Linked DNA regions of Arabidopsis thaliana: region 2 is linked to region 1. Evidence: chromatin contacts called from public ChIA-PET data. All regions are on one chromosome and are shown on one strand. The core of a region is the stretch at or near the end of the contact, and the rest is flanking DNA. Distances in the headings are between cores, read along the strand shown.

The links. ChIA-PET counts read pairs in DNA pulled down with a chosen protein or histone mark.
Region 2: a contact with region 1 is called in an H3K4me3 ChIA-PET map of shoot, with 13 read pairs. The contact joins the promoter of CCB3 here to the promoter of AT5G36002 in region 1. A contact is called at or near these places in 3 of 26 Hi-C or Micro-C datasets (leaf and seedling), 1 of 2 datasets of contacts at active chromatin or transcription factors (shoot) and 1 of 3 other capture datasets (root).

What each region holds. Positions count from the first base shown.
Region 1 is chr5:14,138,880-14,146,273 of TAIR10.1, reverse strand. AT5G36002 (a long non-coding RNA gene) reads left to right here and starts at 2,971. Exons shown (of 2, transcript NR_143306.1): 1 at 2,971-4,479; 2 at 4,585-4,781. AT5G36001 (RING/U-box superfamily protein) reads right to left here and starts at 4,633. Exons shown (of 3, transcript NM_001036895.2): 1 at 4,555-4,633; 2 at 3,579-4,464; 3 at 2,838-3,453. The coding sequence starts at 4,224. The coding sequence ends at 3,131. It overlaps AT5G36000 (F-box protein RMF), which reads right to left and starts at 6,334. Exons shown (of 8, transcript NM_122991.2): 1 at 6,031-6,334; 2 at 5,540-5,739; 3 at 5,424-5,468; 4 at 5,163-5,327; 5 at 5,028-5,075; 6 at 4,753-4,923; 7 at 4,555-4,662; 8 at 4,382-4,464. The coding sequence starts at 6,278. The coding sequence ends at 4,382. It also overlaps the pseudogene AT5G36005.
Region 2 is chr5:14,196,897-14,204,290 of TAIR10.1, reverse strand. It overlaps CCB3 (cofactor assembly, complex C (B6F)), which reads left to right and starts at 4,860. Exons shown (of 1, transcript NM_123003.4): 1 at 4,860-5,705. The coding sequence starts at 5,088. The coding sequence ends at 5,612. It overlaps CYP716A1 (cytochrome P450, family 716, subfamily A, polypeptide 1), which reads right to left. Exons shown (of 4, transcript NM_123002.2): 3 at 7,067-7,254; 4 at 6,530-6,977. The coding sequence ends at 6,678.

The DNA of each region.
Region 1 (7,394 bases), core at 1,722-4,221:
GAAGTGAGACGATTAAAATTCCTCCTCTGTTTTGTTTTCGCATGGAAGTACCGTGTATTTTTATCTCCAGCTTGAAGCCATTGAACTCTACTCTTAGTTCCCCAATATTCCTCTTCCAGCCGATATTCCTTAACCAACTGATTTTTGAGATCATTGATATGAGCATAGTTTATTGGAAGAGTCTCATAAGCCTTATGCAACTTACTCTTAAGCTCTTGAATTTTCTTCTGGGAGTTGGTAATGTGCTTCGACTTCCATCGGGACAGACTAACACGACATTTCTTGAGCGCAAGATGAAAGTTTGTGCTCTGAATGTCTTGACATTGTGTAGTTCAGACTTTGTGAATTTCTTGCTTTACAGCAGAATCAAATCTCCATCTATTATCATAACGGAACAATTTATATCCTCTCCATTTTCTGTTTCCTGTATCCAACAAAAGGGGCCGATGATCAGAGCCACCCCATGACATCAACTGAACATATGCTCTTGGAAAGAGATCTTGCCAATCTGAAGTAGCCACTGCTCGGTCAATTTTTGATTTGATGTGATAATGAGATCGATGGCCCGTCCACGTAAATTTTCCTCCTATCGTCTTGATGTCATGAAGACCTGAGGAATTAAGCATTTGTCGAAAAGTCTTGAAAGAAGCCTCAGATCGAGAAGGGCCGCCTGATTTTTCTTCATTAGTTTTGATGTCATTAAAGTCACCAAGAACCAGACGTGGTTTACTTTGATAGAGTCCTGCTTCTACCCAAAAAATCATTTTCTTCCACAAGGCATTTCGCTCTTTATATTCTGGATTACCATAGATATAAGTAAGACGAAAAGTAGGTGAACCGGATTCCGATATATACATATCAGTATAATGGAGAGTAGGTGATGATAGAAAATCCAGCTTAACCTCATCATTCCAAAAAACTGCCATACCACCGCTAAGCCCTTCCGGATTCACAACAAAATGGTGGGCATATCCAAGATCATTACATAGACTTTGTACATATTCTTGACCGTTCTTAGTTTCTATGAGGAACAATACATCAGGTTTAGAAGACTGCCTGATGTCTTTTAAATATGGAATTGTCAGAGGGTTCCTCTTAAGTCCCTGACAATTCCAGTGTAATATCTTCATCTTGGCGATGGTGGTTTAGGGGTTGCCACCTCCCCTTGAGTAAGTATTGGATCTTGCGTCCTTTGGCGACTTGTTGCAGCTTGATCTTCATCAAAAAGGTTATCCCCTTTCATTTTGCGACTACTATCTGCTGTGTTTCTAAGAGCATCAAGCTCTTCTTGAGGTTGCAGTTGTGTCGGTCCCATTTCTTCTGAGTGAAGTGTTGGCTGGGTTTGAATGGGATTCTCTTCTCCTTTTTGCATAGATTCATCATTACCAGCAGTCAATAAATTAGTTGCTCTGGTGCGAATTGTAAGAGTCTCAGATGCTTCACCAGTTTCTCTGACAACTAAAGGAATAGGGCCAACAACATGTGTTGAGGAACTAGAACCTTCCTGCATAGGTTCGTCATCCCCTTGATTAATGCCTTGCATCGGTTCTATAGCTTGTCTAGTTGCTTCAACGTTCAACTGGAGCACAGTGCTTTGATGGTTACAAGCTAATTCATCATGCAGCAATGACCCACATCTAAAGCAGAATTTCTTCAGTTTAGCGAAAACAAACCTAACCATGAATGGGGCTGTGGCAGGTTCGAATTCAACAGATCGTACAAAGATTAAACGATCGGAGATGTTCATTGTAACATGAGCCTAGACTTCACCTTCAGCATCCGCAGTGGCTTCTATAATTTTGGTTTCATCAATATGCCCCAGAACCCCTGCTGTCTCTCTAATAACTGGGTCTATCCTAAAATCTTGAGGAATATGCAGAATTTTAACCCAAAAGGAGATTTGAGAGAGAAAATTTGACAAGGTACGATTGGTCCATCGATCAACAGCCACCATCCAAAAATTATGGTGCCAAGGGCCATTTTCTAGGACAGACATGAGATGGTGTTCAGCCTTAAAGAAGAATTGAACAGTACCGTCATCATTAATTCTACTTGTAACCCTTCCATCCAATCTCCAAGCTTTAGGCAAAGCACCTTTAAGTCCTGCTGGTTTCTGATGTTGAGGGTTTAGACCTTTGACAATTAGGCTGAGACGATTATCTATATCACGCGAGCGCCTCGCTTCAGCTGACATCTTCAGAGGAGCTCTCTCAGATCCTAGATCTAAATTTTGAAGCGCTTGCCATAATTCTTTATCCATGGATTCAGAGAAGACAACAACAGTCAAAGAGAACAACACGAACGGACCGGCAGAGACACCGGAGAGTAAGATCCGCACTAGGACGACAAAGAGATCACCAGAAAATTGAGGCGGTGGAAGTCGGTGGAGGATCGCTGTAGAATCGCCCAGAAGGAAGAGAGAGAAAAGGTTTTTTACACACAGTAGTTTCTTTTTTTTTTTAATAACAATTATAAACTTTAAAATATAAATATTTTTTAAAAATAAAATTTGCAAATTTTAATATATATTACTTTAAAAAAATAAATCGTCTCGCGGTATACCGCGGGTTAAAATCTAGTTTATATATTACAATATCTTTCACTCAAAATGTATTCCAATATATTTCCTAAAATAAGAAATCCCGCACGTATGTACGGGTCAGAATCTAGTTATTGGTACAGGGAAAAACAATATCTCATTAGTTATTTATGGTTCTAAAATACTCCGTCATTAAATTATTGGTGCAATTGAACCCGTAAGTTAGTAGTCGTTATAACAGAATCATTTTGATGATGTTAAATTCGACTCCCATATTTTATGTACGATTTTCTAACCAAAGTTTATGAAAATGTTGTCGTGGTCTAGCGAATTTTGTTAGAAGCCCAATAATGTTTGAAGTCCAATAACGTTTAAGACTAAAGCTATACAATGTACTACGCTCACTCGCTTAGAAACGCGTGCGTGTGTTTCACGAACTTCAAAGGTTGGACTGAGACGACTACTAGCTAATATCGGAGACAAATTCACATCTATCCATTTATTAGTAAAGCTTGGGAAATGTTCGTCTGAAATTGCGTAATGCGCAACATTGAAATTACGATAAACAATCAATAGTGGCTCGAATCAAATCTAGACAACGTTCGTCGTGGCAGCTTTATTTGGCAAAGATGAAGGCGAATTCCGACAAACCGGACAAGAGTTATGCAACTTGAGCCACGGGTCGATGCATTCGGTGTGGAAGCAATGTTCACATTCGGGTAAGCACTTAACGGTCTCTTCACTTGTGTATTCTGATAAACAAATGGGACAGAGAGTGTCATTTCGCCAAGGGACACTCTTGGCTTGTTGTTGGATTGGGATAAAAATGATACAGACGGCAGGAGTTATCACTATGAAGAATGGTACGGATAGGCATAAGCATAATATCTTTAACGTTATTAACCAAGGGTTTCCTGAAAGATAGAAAAAAGTCTAACATTTTTAAGAAAAATTGTTCTTTGATATGTTCTTGATGAAGCCAAGATTTTGATTTCAAGTTGGGGTGTATATGTGAGAACTTATAGGACGAGAGGGTTACCAGAATCAACGTATGTGAAGCATTTGACTTTGAGGATGGTATTGTTTATGAAGCTACATAACGGACTAAAATCAACACAACCTGTGCAATCCGGTGAGTCCCATTTCAGCCAGAGGTCTTGTTTGTTGAGATCACCTGCGAGTGGTGAAGAGACCGGAAGAAGTAGTGTCTTCAAGGTTTGACAAGAGGACGGCATTGAACCGGTGAGATCTGAAGGTGTGGAATTAGTAAGGCAATGGATGGGTTCCAAAGAAGAGGATTTGACGTTTTCGTTATGACAGCTCAAGAAAGTGTAGTTGACAAGGTGAAGAGGAGAAAAAGGAGACATTGAAGCGTCGAAGCTGAGAAGCCGTCTGGCTAAGCAGTTATCGGGGTCTCTAAGGTGAATACGCTGCGACTTTATGTCTTGGACGAGAAATCGTCTGGAATTTGGAAGCTTTAAGGCTGTCTCACAATGGAGGTTGAATCCTGGGTAGTCACATGACGAAGATTGCTCAGGAGATAGCCAGAAAGGGAAGCTAACGTCAAGGTTGTTTCCTCCACATGAAGAACTGTAGCAACGTTTTGGTTTTGAGGCATTTAGGAGAGGAAAGTAGAAGAAGAAGAAGAAATAGAGAAGAAGAGGGAATTGTTTTGAGAAAGTCATATTGTGGTAAGGCACTAAGGGAATTGGAATTTACATACTTATAGACAATGGAAAAAGTCATAGAACAGTAAAGCTTATGTTTATCTTTATTTTACTGAAGAGGAGAAGGATTTGTATACCAGAAATACTGACTATGAGACAATGCACTGTGAAAGAATCAGAGAAGCTGCTGGGAGATTCTGATGGAAACAATGTCACCGTCTGTTCCTGCTTTCATTGTGTGGTACTTCACAAGGATTCCTGCAATTCAAATATGTAAGAACAAAAAAAAAGTGTTTTCTCTTCCTTTTTTCTAGATAAAGATATGGTTGATGATGTAAAGTTATATACCTTCGTTTTGTTGCAATCTTGTGTGAACAGCAACTGCATGGGGTGCAATAACTGCTTTAGGTTGGGAATCATCTGCCTCTCCGGTCCAAGACTTGAGGTTGAGAATACCTAGACAGATTTCATGTGGAAATGTATGAGAGACAAAGGAGTATGATTCAAAGAGGAGTAAAGGAACATAAAAGTAAGTAATGAAGTTACCTGAGGATGAAGATTTTTTAAGGTGTTTGAGGTCAAATATGGCTCCACAGGCTGCACTTGCGTCTTTCTCCAACTTATGAGATCCAATCAGATTATAATCCCAGCTTCCATCTTTGTAGCCTTCACTAAGGAAGAGTTCAATGTGCCTAACATCAAGAGTTTGCATTGTTCCTACATTAGTAAAACAGAAACACTCTTAGTTGCAATTTAGTTATTGCAGAGACTAATAGACTAGCATGAATCCTAAAGTCTCAGCAACAGATAGTGTCTTTTACCATCACAGGTACTGAGGTCACAAAGAGGGCAACGCAAAAGCTGTAAATCTGAAAAATGAGATAAGCCACGTTACAGTTTCTTCCTGCAGCTGACAAAGTTTCTGAAGATGATGATGTATAAGAAAATTTTCGTACCTGCAATCCAAATACCGCTTTTGATGTCGTTGATAAGACATGAACCACTGGATTGTAACATTTGTTCTATAGTTCCTTCTGTTGGGACTTTCAGACGACCACTCAAACTCTCAGTCAGGAATGAAGTTCGAGAGTCAAGAACAAAGGCACCAAGACGCATCCAATCTATAATCACAGTGTCAAAACCATATAAAGATCTGTACAACATCTATATTTAACATGAGACTAAGAGAGTATGATGAATCCAATTCATGGACTAACCAATATGCTTCTCCTTCTGGTGGAACAAGTAAGAGTGACTCCCATCTGCATTTTTCCATATCGTGTTTTGAGTTTACCATTGTTTCAGAATGTATCATAAGTCATGTGAAACTTACCAAAAGCTGAAGCATAAATCTTAATCCAGGTGGAAGAAACTGGAAACGTCTCAGGGACCTGAAGATCACGCAAGCATGCAAACCTCCAAACAGTATCCTCCATTGCAATCTTATAGAACCATTTGTTCGTTGCTCCCAGCTTCACCAATGATTTACCATCCAAAAACCTTGTTATGTATGTCCATATATCTTGCTCATACCTGATTTGTCAGAGAAAATTAGATCTAAGAAATCTGATTCGAAATTGAATTTTCAAAACTCAAATCCCAGGTTTCAGCAACCACACAGGTCACGAACAGGGATCGATATAAGCATCTAATTCTCATACAAATCAAATTGATTCCAGAAGGTATCAAAGATGATTGATCGAACTCTATTTCCTAGATCCATCCAATACATGCCGTACAAATCAAATTCGAGCTCAGCCCAAACTCGCACACCAAAAATATCTGAGAACAGATCTATGTAGTTCATAGAGGAGAAGAAAATACCAGGAGAAGCGAGACTGGTAAGTCGGAGCAGAGCACCGAGGAGATACACAGCCATGGATTCCTCTCAGGATCTTCCCGTTCTTCTGGTCGCTGCTCTGAATGATTCTTCTCTTTGCTCCACCATCTTCGTCTCTCTGAATATCGTTGCTCTGTACCAATTTTCTCTTCTGTCCACCATTTCCGTCTCTCACCGGAGCTATCATCTTCCCTCTAATATCTCCTTCGGCATCACCAGATCTCGTATTCATTCTCTCTCTCTCTCTATCTCTTCTCACTCAGTATCTCACTAGTTGCTAATTTGTTAAGTGAAAAATTGTTTGAGAATTTGGTTTTTGCTCTCAATCGTGTAGCTGTGATATATACCTGCGAGGGAGACACAGCGAATTTGAAAATTTCAAATGTTGAAAATGACGTATATACCCCTGTAACAAACTTTCTGACTGTATATTTTAAATTTTGAACCCGGTTTAGCCGAGAGGGTCCCAAGTAATATATACCCAGTGAGTCTGGTTTACCTTGTTAATGAAAAATCAAGATTGGTGAAAATATGATGGTGAAAATATGCGATATAAGTAAAAAAAAATATTAAAGGAAGAGTTGTAATGAGTAGACGCAATTTTTAATTTCTTAACAGTTATAAATAGAATTACGTAGATATATTAAACAAAACATTATGATAAACAAATGTAACATTTTTAATTGTTTTAATGGGAATGTATATTTAAATAGAGATTATCTTATTCTCTAAACGAATTTTGTCAATTTTTTATATTTGTCCAATTTGGGACATGTAAATTTTATTATTTAATAATATTTATTAATTTATAGAGGTTTTATTATATTTTGTTAAGTATTTAGTAGGGGTAAACAAACAAACCGGAATAGAGAACCAAATAGAAGAAAAAAACTGAATTGAATCCAAAATTAATTAAATATTTGAATGGATCCTAAATATCCAAAGAACCAAATAAATATTTAAAATATAATTATATACCCAAATTATTAATTACATTTAGATCTTAAATAACCTAATTACCCAAAATTTTGAATAATCTAAAAATATCAATTATTTATATCAAAATAAGAAATACTCAAAATATTTAAAATATTCCTAAGTTTTTAGTTATTTTAGTCAAAATTTAACCAAATTTATTAAAAATAACTAAAACCAAACCAAGTCTGAATTAAACTGTAAAATAACCGAATTAATCCTAAATGTTTCTATCCAAAATATTCGGAGTCGAACCAACACCGAATCAAATACGGAATACCCCAAGTCCCCAAAGTCTAGATCTCGGATCTGATTGGTTCGGACTTTGGCTTTAGATTTTAGACCGTAAATGTTTTAGCTGTGATTGTAGTTG
Region 2 (7,394 bases), core at 3,611-6,110, 56 kb before region 1:
ACTTTGAATCAGCTCAAGAACAGAAACGAATTGAAGAACGAAAGAAACAACACAAGAGATTTGATTACCCAGTTCAACAAGATCGGTATGATCAAGTCTACGTCTGGGGCCGAATCAGTTCGGCAATCCACTAGAACAGAATGAGAATTACAGAGTACAAGCAGAGCTCAACAATGGAGTCTCAAGCTTTTCTTTTTGTTTGTTACAGATGAAAACACGAATAATGAAGAAGAAGAAATAAAGGCCTTTTATACTAAGTCCGAAATAGAAACAGAAGACCCTCTCTCGTGAAAAGAAGGTTTCCTTTAGCCTCTTCAATCCGGTTTAAAACACTCCATCTAACCGGTCCTCAATTCTTCTTAACCACAGCACCTAAACCGGTCACTTAAAGTTGAATCAGAATTAAGATCCACAACATCATCAATGGACAACTATGTTTTTGATTTGTTGCGAGTGCGTTTTACTGTTTAGTAAAGTTATCACCCTTTTTTATGGTTACGATATATTTATATGCTTTCATGGAGAGAATTGTTCTACGTAGAGATTATTTGGGAGAATGAAGTAGATGGAGCAGATTTATACAATAACTTTGTGTAGAATGGATATGGCTCAGTAAAAAGGTTTTTGTATGGCACATATGAATGGACTCGTTATTATGTACACCGAATTTTTTTTTTGGTTTTTGTTTAAATTTGCAGAGATCTCTACCTTCAAGACAATATATTGATATTACGAGAATAGACCATATGCATCAGATCTCGTCGTCTTGACAACACACAATTTCGCTTATGTGAATCATGTTTTCACAAAATAAAGAAATAAACAAAATTGTGTTCGTTAAATAGAGGTTACGAACCTACACAAAATCGAAATCTAGAGAGGCTTCTCCGTAAAGTAAATACAGAAGGTACACTATCTTCACAAACTCCATCATTGCTCTCATCACACACTCAGCACTTACAAATCTTCAACTCGCCATTTGATTTTTGGATTTGTTTTAGAGAGAGTGATAGAAAAAACATGGTTCCTTGTAGAGAAGAAGAGAGATGTTATTATCTGATCTAGATAACAAGAGAATGATTTTTTTTTTATTTCATCTTAGCCATAGATTTTAAAATATATTTTTTTAATCCAACGGTCTATACTAAAAAGAACATAACTAGACTGAGTTTTTCGTAAATATCTTCCTTGTTGAACGACAATAAAAAACGAAGGTTAGTTATTTTGCGTCAAAATCTCAGGGGTAATTTTATCCATTTTCTCACCAAAAGTAAGTAAAAATACTTCATCTCTGAAAAATGCTTCATAAGGAATAAGATTCTCTGAAAATGCCTAACTAGTATACGCGTTAAGAATGAATACTTTTCTAGCTTCAAAATTAACGACCTATATTCCACTTGACCTGAATGCATTTTCGCTTACATATAAATACACCATGTTACATGTTTCAAAACTCGTAATAGTAAACCAAGAAAACAAAATGTACATGGTTTGGTTGATAACTTTGCTTCTTCTCTTGTTATCTGCATCATCAAATACAGTCCTGGCTCGACTCCCATATGAATCTCCAAAAACAAGTAAGATCTAATTATGAGAAATAATTTATTAGTCTCTCAACTCGATTAAATAAAATGTATGAACAACATCTTGTTTGAACTACCATGCAAAAGGTTATTGATCCCATAAGTAAATTGTAAATCATCTTCTATTGTTCTCAACGATAAGAATTCGTTTCCATTTATGATACTCGAAACCGTCTTTAGTCTCTTTTTTTATTTCTTTCAAAAACTTAAAAAATTTAGCTATATCAATGGTTTTTGTTGTTGGTAACTGAAATAGGACAAGTTTGGGATAAAAAGGTGATTAGAGGGATCAAGATTGAAGTAAGAGGCAGTACATCAGGGAGTGCAGGTCAAGGACATTAGGAAATTTCGCCACGATCGAATTTTTAACTGCGTGAGGTAAACTGTAAAGCACAGCAAAAATTTACGATTCTGGTGAAATAGAAGTTTATGTAGACTTTTACACGCTAAGTAATTTGTTTTGGTTTGTTTTTTTTGTTTTTTTTGGACAAAAGAAATAAGTACAATAAGAGAGAGATTCAGAAATCCCAGAGTTTAAAACATAACAAAACAGGGCATTCCCCAATACCACAAAAAGATAGATAAGGTAAATCAACAATGGTTCCATGAGAGCTTTGAAGCAAATGCTTGGTTGTAATTTGACACAAGTGAGATCACAGATTGTTGACAATTCTTCCAGTAATTTGTTTTGGTTATGAGCAGTGTTTTAACATAAGAATGTATATGTTAATTCACGGATGTATATGTGAATGAATTTTGTAAAATTTGATATGAATATAGACGTTTATTAATATACTTTTTCTGCTTCAACATATTTGATGTTTTAGAATTTTTTTTTTGTTTCATAGTAAGTGATGTTCTCACGTTTTAATACAAAATTTCTTAATTGTTTTATATTTTTGAATATTTTTATTTAACAGTTTGTCTTAATATTGGTTAAATTGTGTTAAGTTTTATATACTATAAATTTGGGGGTCGGGGGATAAAAGACAATCAATCTAGTTCAACCCATATGAGTACTACGCCTCGGGAATACTATTATTATCCTCAAACAGTTGTTTCAACCAACAAAAGAAATCCGGTTGCTAATATAATTGGCGGTGATCCTCCTTTGTTACACTCCTAGCGATGAGATGAGCTCTCTTCAAAGCCAAAGAGATGTGTTTTGTGTAAGACAACGACACACAATAACAAGTAATCAGAGAGATAAACTATGTTTTATCCAATTTTCAAGTCCACCAAACGATTCACACTCTCCTCCGAAACTCCTTGACCACTCTGCTACCACTGATAAGTCCCTTTTTCTTCTTTTTTTTAATAATAAATCCCTCTTCAAAACCAAAGAGATGTGTTTTGTGTAACACAAGAACAAAATAACCAAAGAAATAAACTATATTTTGTCCAATTTTCAAGTCTGATTCATGATAATGAATTCATGTCTTTATACACAAATGAAGCAAAGTGGATCGATCACCAATCCTAGAAACAAGGAACATAATCCACAAATTGGGAAAATGTAAACGTGGAGATTGATCTCCTTAAAACTGAGGGATACACTAAAGGTTTGTTTCTTCTTTTCTCCTTGACCAAGTCTTTCCTGGTTTATCATGGTTACGATCTTATCACTCTTAGGATTTTAACTATTTTCCTAGGCATGACTACAATTACGATTAAAATAAGCTTATGACTTATTTGATGATTACAATGCATTTAATACTGTTGGCAAAATCTTACGTATCATCCGACTTTTTTTGTTGTTTTTAATAAGATGAAAAGTATATAGTAGAATTTTTTATATGCGATATTATTTACTTTTTAAAAAATCTGTATCCGAATATTCAATATTTATCTTTGCATTACAAAAAGGGGAAAAATGTTGTTTTATACGCGAGCTTTCAAAAAGTGGCCATTTAATACGTGAACTTTGTGTAAAGTCAAATAAAACATGATAAAAACGTTGACTGGCCATTTCACACAAATGTTATCGTTGACCAGGCCAAAATCCCCACAACGTTATCTTGCATTGACGGACCCGATAATTTCGTTAGCACACGTTAACTAGATCCGTTAATATCCAAAACGACGTCGTGTCATTGAAATCGAAATATCAAAAATCCCAAATCAATTTAGAAATCCCCAAAATTCAAAAACTAAATCCATAATGTCATGACCCGACTCGTCAATTGATTCTTTTTTCTTGGTGTTACAGTGTTGGCTAATCCGAAATCAGCTAATTTTAAAACTCCTTTGTTATTCACCTGAACGTTTGCGTCTTTAATGTCTCTGTGCATAATCCCGGGTATGACAATGTTCTACTCCCCATAACAGTTGCTTCATAACATTTGATTTGAAAACAAAATTAAGGTTTGTCAGAATAAAGAAATGTAGTCACTTGCAGGAGAGGTTATGGTTTTGTGTGTGTGTGTATCTCTCTTGCATGTGCCTCCGTGAATGTGATGTCGGGAGATAAACATAAGCCTTCGAGATCGTGCTCCATGTAATCAAACACAAAGTACATGTTGTTTGAATTTCTGATGCGATAATCCCTTCAGTTTTAGAATGTTGGGATGATCTAATCTTCTTAAAATCATGATTTCTCTGGCTATGAATCTTATATTTTCTGCTTCAAAATTTTGGACCTGTAGTTTGGCCAAATAGGAATTAGGGATTTGGCTTTTGATTTGGGATTTTTGATATTTCGATTGCAATGAAACGACGTCGTTTTGGATATTAACGGATCTAGTTAACGTGTGCTAACGGAATTATCGGGTCCGTTAATGCAAGATAACGTCGTGGAGATTTTGGCCTGGTCAACGATAACATTTGTGTGAAATGGCCAGTCAACGTTTTTATCATGTTTTATTTGGCCTTACAAAAAATTCACGTATTAAATGGCCATTTTTAAAAGTTCGCGTATAAAACGACATTTTTCCCTTACAAAAACTAATAGTCAAAATTGTATCTTTTTAAGGTTTTAACCATACAGTTAATCGTGCAGTTAACGTACGGTTAACTACTGTTTTGGTACATTTACAGTTAATTAATGGTTACGAGGAAAATATTTTTTAAACCGTAACTATTTTATTTTACGGTTAACAATTACGATTTTTAACAATTTTATACGGTTATAGTTAAGTTTTGGTCATGTCTATATTTTTCTCACCACTAACAAAGTTAATAATACATTTTTGTCCAAAAATAAATAAATAATAAATTATGTTTTTATCGAAAAAATAAAAATTAAATAATTTCTTAATTTATTCGCAAAAACATATGCACATATATCACATTAAGTAGTGAAAAAAAATATCCCAGTTTGTGTGGGGTTGTAGTTGTAACCATAAAATTCAAATTAACCCAAGTATTTCGGGTTGTACCCATTTTCGTATTCCACGTCAGCACATCCGCATTATCTCCAGAACCAAAGATTCTCAACCTTACACTGGAATCGATCACAGAGTTCACGATATTTTGGTTCACAAAAAACAGAGCAGAGAGATTGTGATGACGACAGTGACCACCAGCTTCGTCTCTTTCTCGCCGGCATTGATGATTTTTCAGAAGAAATCACGACGATCCTCTCCAAATTTCCGCAATCGATCCACGTCTCTTCCCATAGTTTCAGCAACATTAAGCCACATAGAAGAAGCAGCCACAACAACAAATCTCATTCGACAGACGAATTCCATTTCGGAATCGTTGCGTAACATTTCTCTAGCAGATTTAGATCCAGGAACAGCGAAGCTCGCTATTGGTATCTTAGGTCCAGCTTTATCAGCTTTTGGATTTCTATTCATTTTGAGAATCGTTATGTCTTGGTACCCGAAACTTCCCGTTGACAAGTTTCCGTACGTTTTAGCTTACGCTCCGACAGAACCAATCCTTGTTCAGACAAGGAAAGTGATTCCACCACTTGCAGGTGTTGATGTTACTCCTGTGGTTTGGTTTGGGCTTGTGAGTTTCCTTAGTGAGATTTTGGTTGGTCCTCAAGGACTTCTTGTTCTTGTTTCTCAACAACAAGTTAATTAGCTAAGAATTGAATCATTTTGTTCTCATTATAGAGAAGTCTCCTTGTAGCATACAATGTTCCTACATTACTCGCAAATATGATTGTTTGGCTCTAACATTCTTCTTGCGTCATACCGATCACTATTCATGTCTAGGCTGTTCGTTTCGTCGCCGCAGGTAGTTGCGGCTGCGGCAGACGCATATGAAATTGTTCGTTTTGTTGCCGCCAGTACTTGCGGTAAGACGCGGCGGCAAACACAGCATTTTGCGGTGAATAATTTTAATCGCCGATTAAATCCAGCATCCGCTTATCCAAAACCTGTGATTAATAATAAAATTAAAATGACATAAATACCCTTAACACATTTAGGAAATCACAAGAGAACCTAATACACATCACCATCTAAAACCTTACTCTTCTCTCTTTAACGCGATTTCGATCTGAAGAAGAGATGGGATAACAAAGTAAGCTTGGTGATTTTGAAGTAATGGGTTTAGTTTTTGAAGTTCTCTTCTTGACCCTTAAGAGCTTTTGAAGTTCTCTGTTTGAATCGTCTTCTTCGATTTCACTTGCGGCAGCGGCGACGAAACGAACATATGCACCTGCGGCAATGGCAGCGGTAGAGTTTGCTACCGCCGCTGCCGCCTGCGGTGATGAAACGAACAGACTAATTATAATCGAGTCGAGATTCTTCAAAGCTATATATTGATGACAAAGTTATTTGTAAGAAAATAGAAGAACCCCAGTTGCGACTTTGAAGAGCTATTCATCTAGCGAACGGACACCGTATGAAGAAAATTGCATCGAAAACTAAAAGATAACACTAATGTGTACAATTGTCCCACAAAATATACAACCCAATATGTAAACTTATTTATCCCTCCAAGACCTTGTAGTCTTGGTGTTATCAAGACAAGCTATGTTATATCGATAAGAAGAGATTCTAGTTTGCGAAGAAAGTGAGCGGATTTTTTATTATTATTATCCATGAATCAACAAATACAATGAAGACTTGAGACCAATACACTAGGATATTGGACTAACGTAGCACCAACTAGTGATCCATATCAAGTTTCAAACTAGACTCAAGATTGAGGAAAAATTCTTATAGGGAGACCTTTGTCTGGTATTGGTAAGGGATCAACAACTATTTTATTTTCATTTGGAAACACTTTTTCCCACTTAAATCTATTAACAAGATTGTGCATGAATATAAGAATCTCTAGACGAGCATACTCTTTCCCTGGACACATTCTTGGTCCTCCTCCAAATGGAACATAGGTATAAGGCTTCGGACCACTTCCTTCGAAACGGTTTGGCTCAAATCTCTCTGGTTCTGGGAAGTAGTCTGGATTCATATGTGTCGCGGTGGCACTCCAATATAACTATGTTTATGATCAAAACATATATATGATTTTGTGCATGAGCTTGATATGTATGTCAAACTGTCTTAAGGATTTTGGAGTAGCCTTACCTTCCATCCTTTGGGAATGTAAAAACCCTTAAAAGAGAAGTGATCAATGGCCTCACGAAAAGTGCCAGAAAGAGGAGGAACAATTCTCATCACTTCACATGCAACATTCCATGAATATCTCATTTTCTCAATGTCCTCCCACCTTAATCCTTCCTTTTCTTTTTTCTCCTTTAGTATCTCCTTTTGCTCTGCAATTCCTTAGTGTGAGTAAATTTTTTCTGTAAACTTAAGACTATAAAATCTATTTTTTTAATGTCAATTAAGATATACAACCTAATTCTTTTTCTTTTGTCGACAACAAATTAATATTTATTGGTAAGGAAAATTT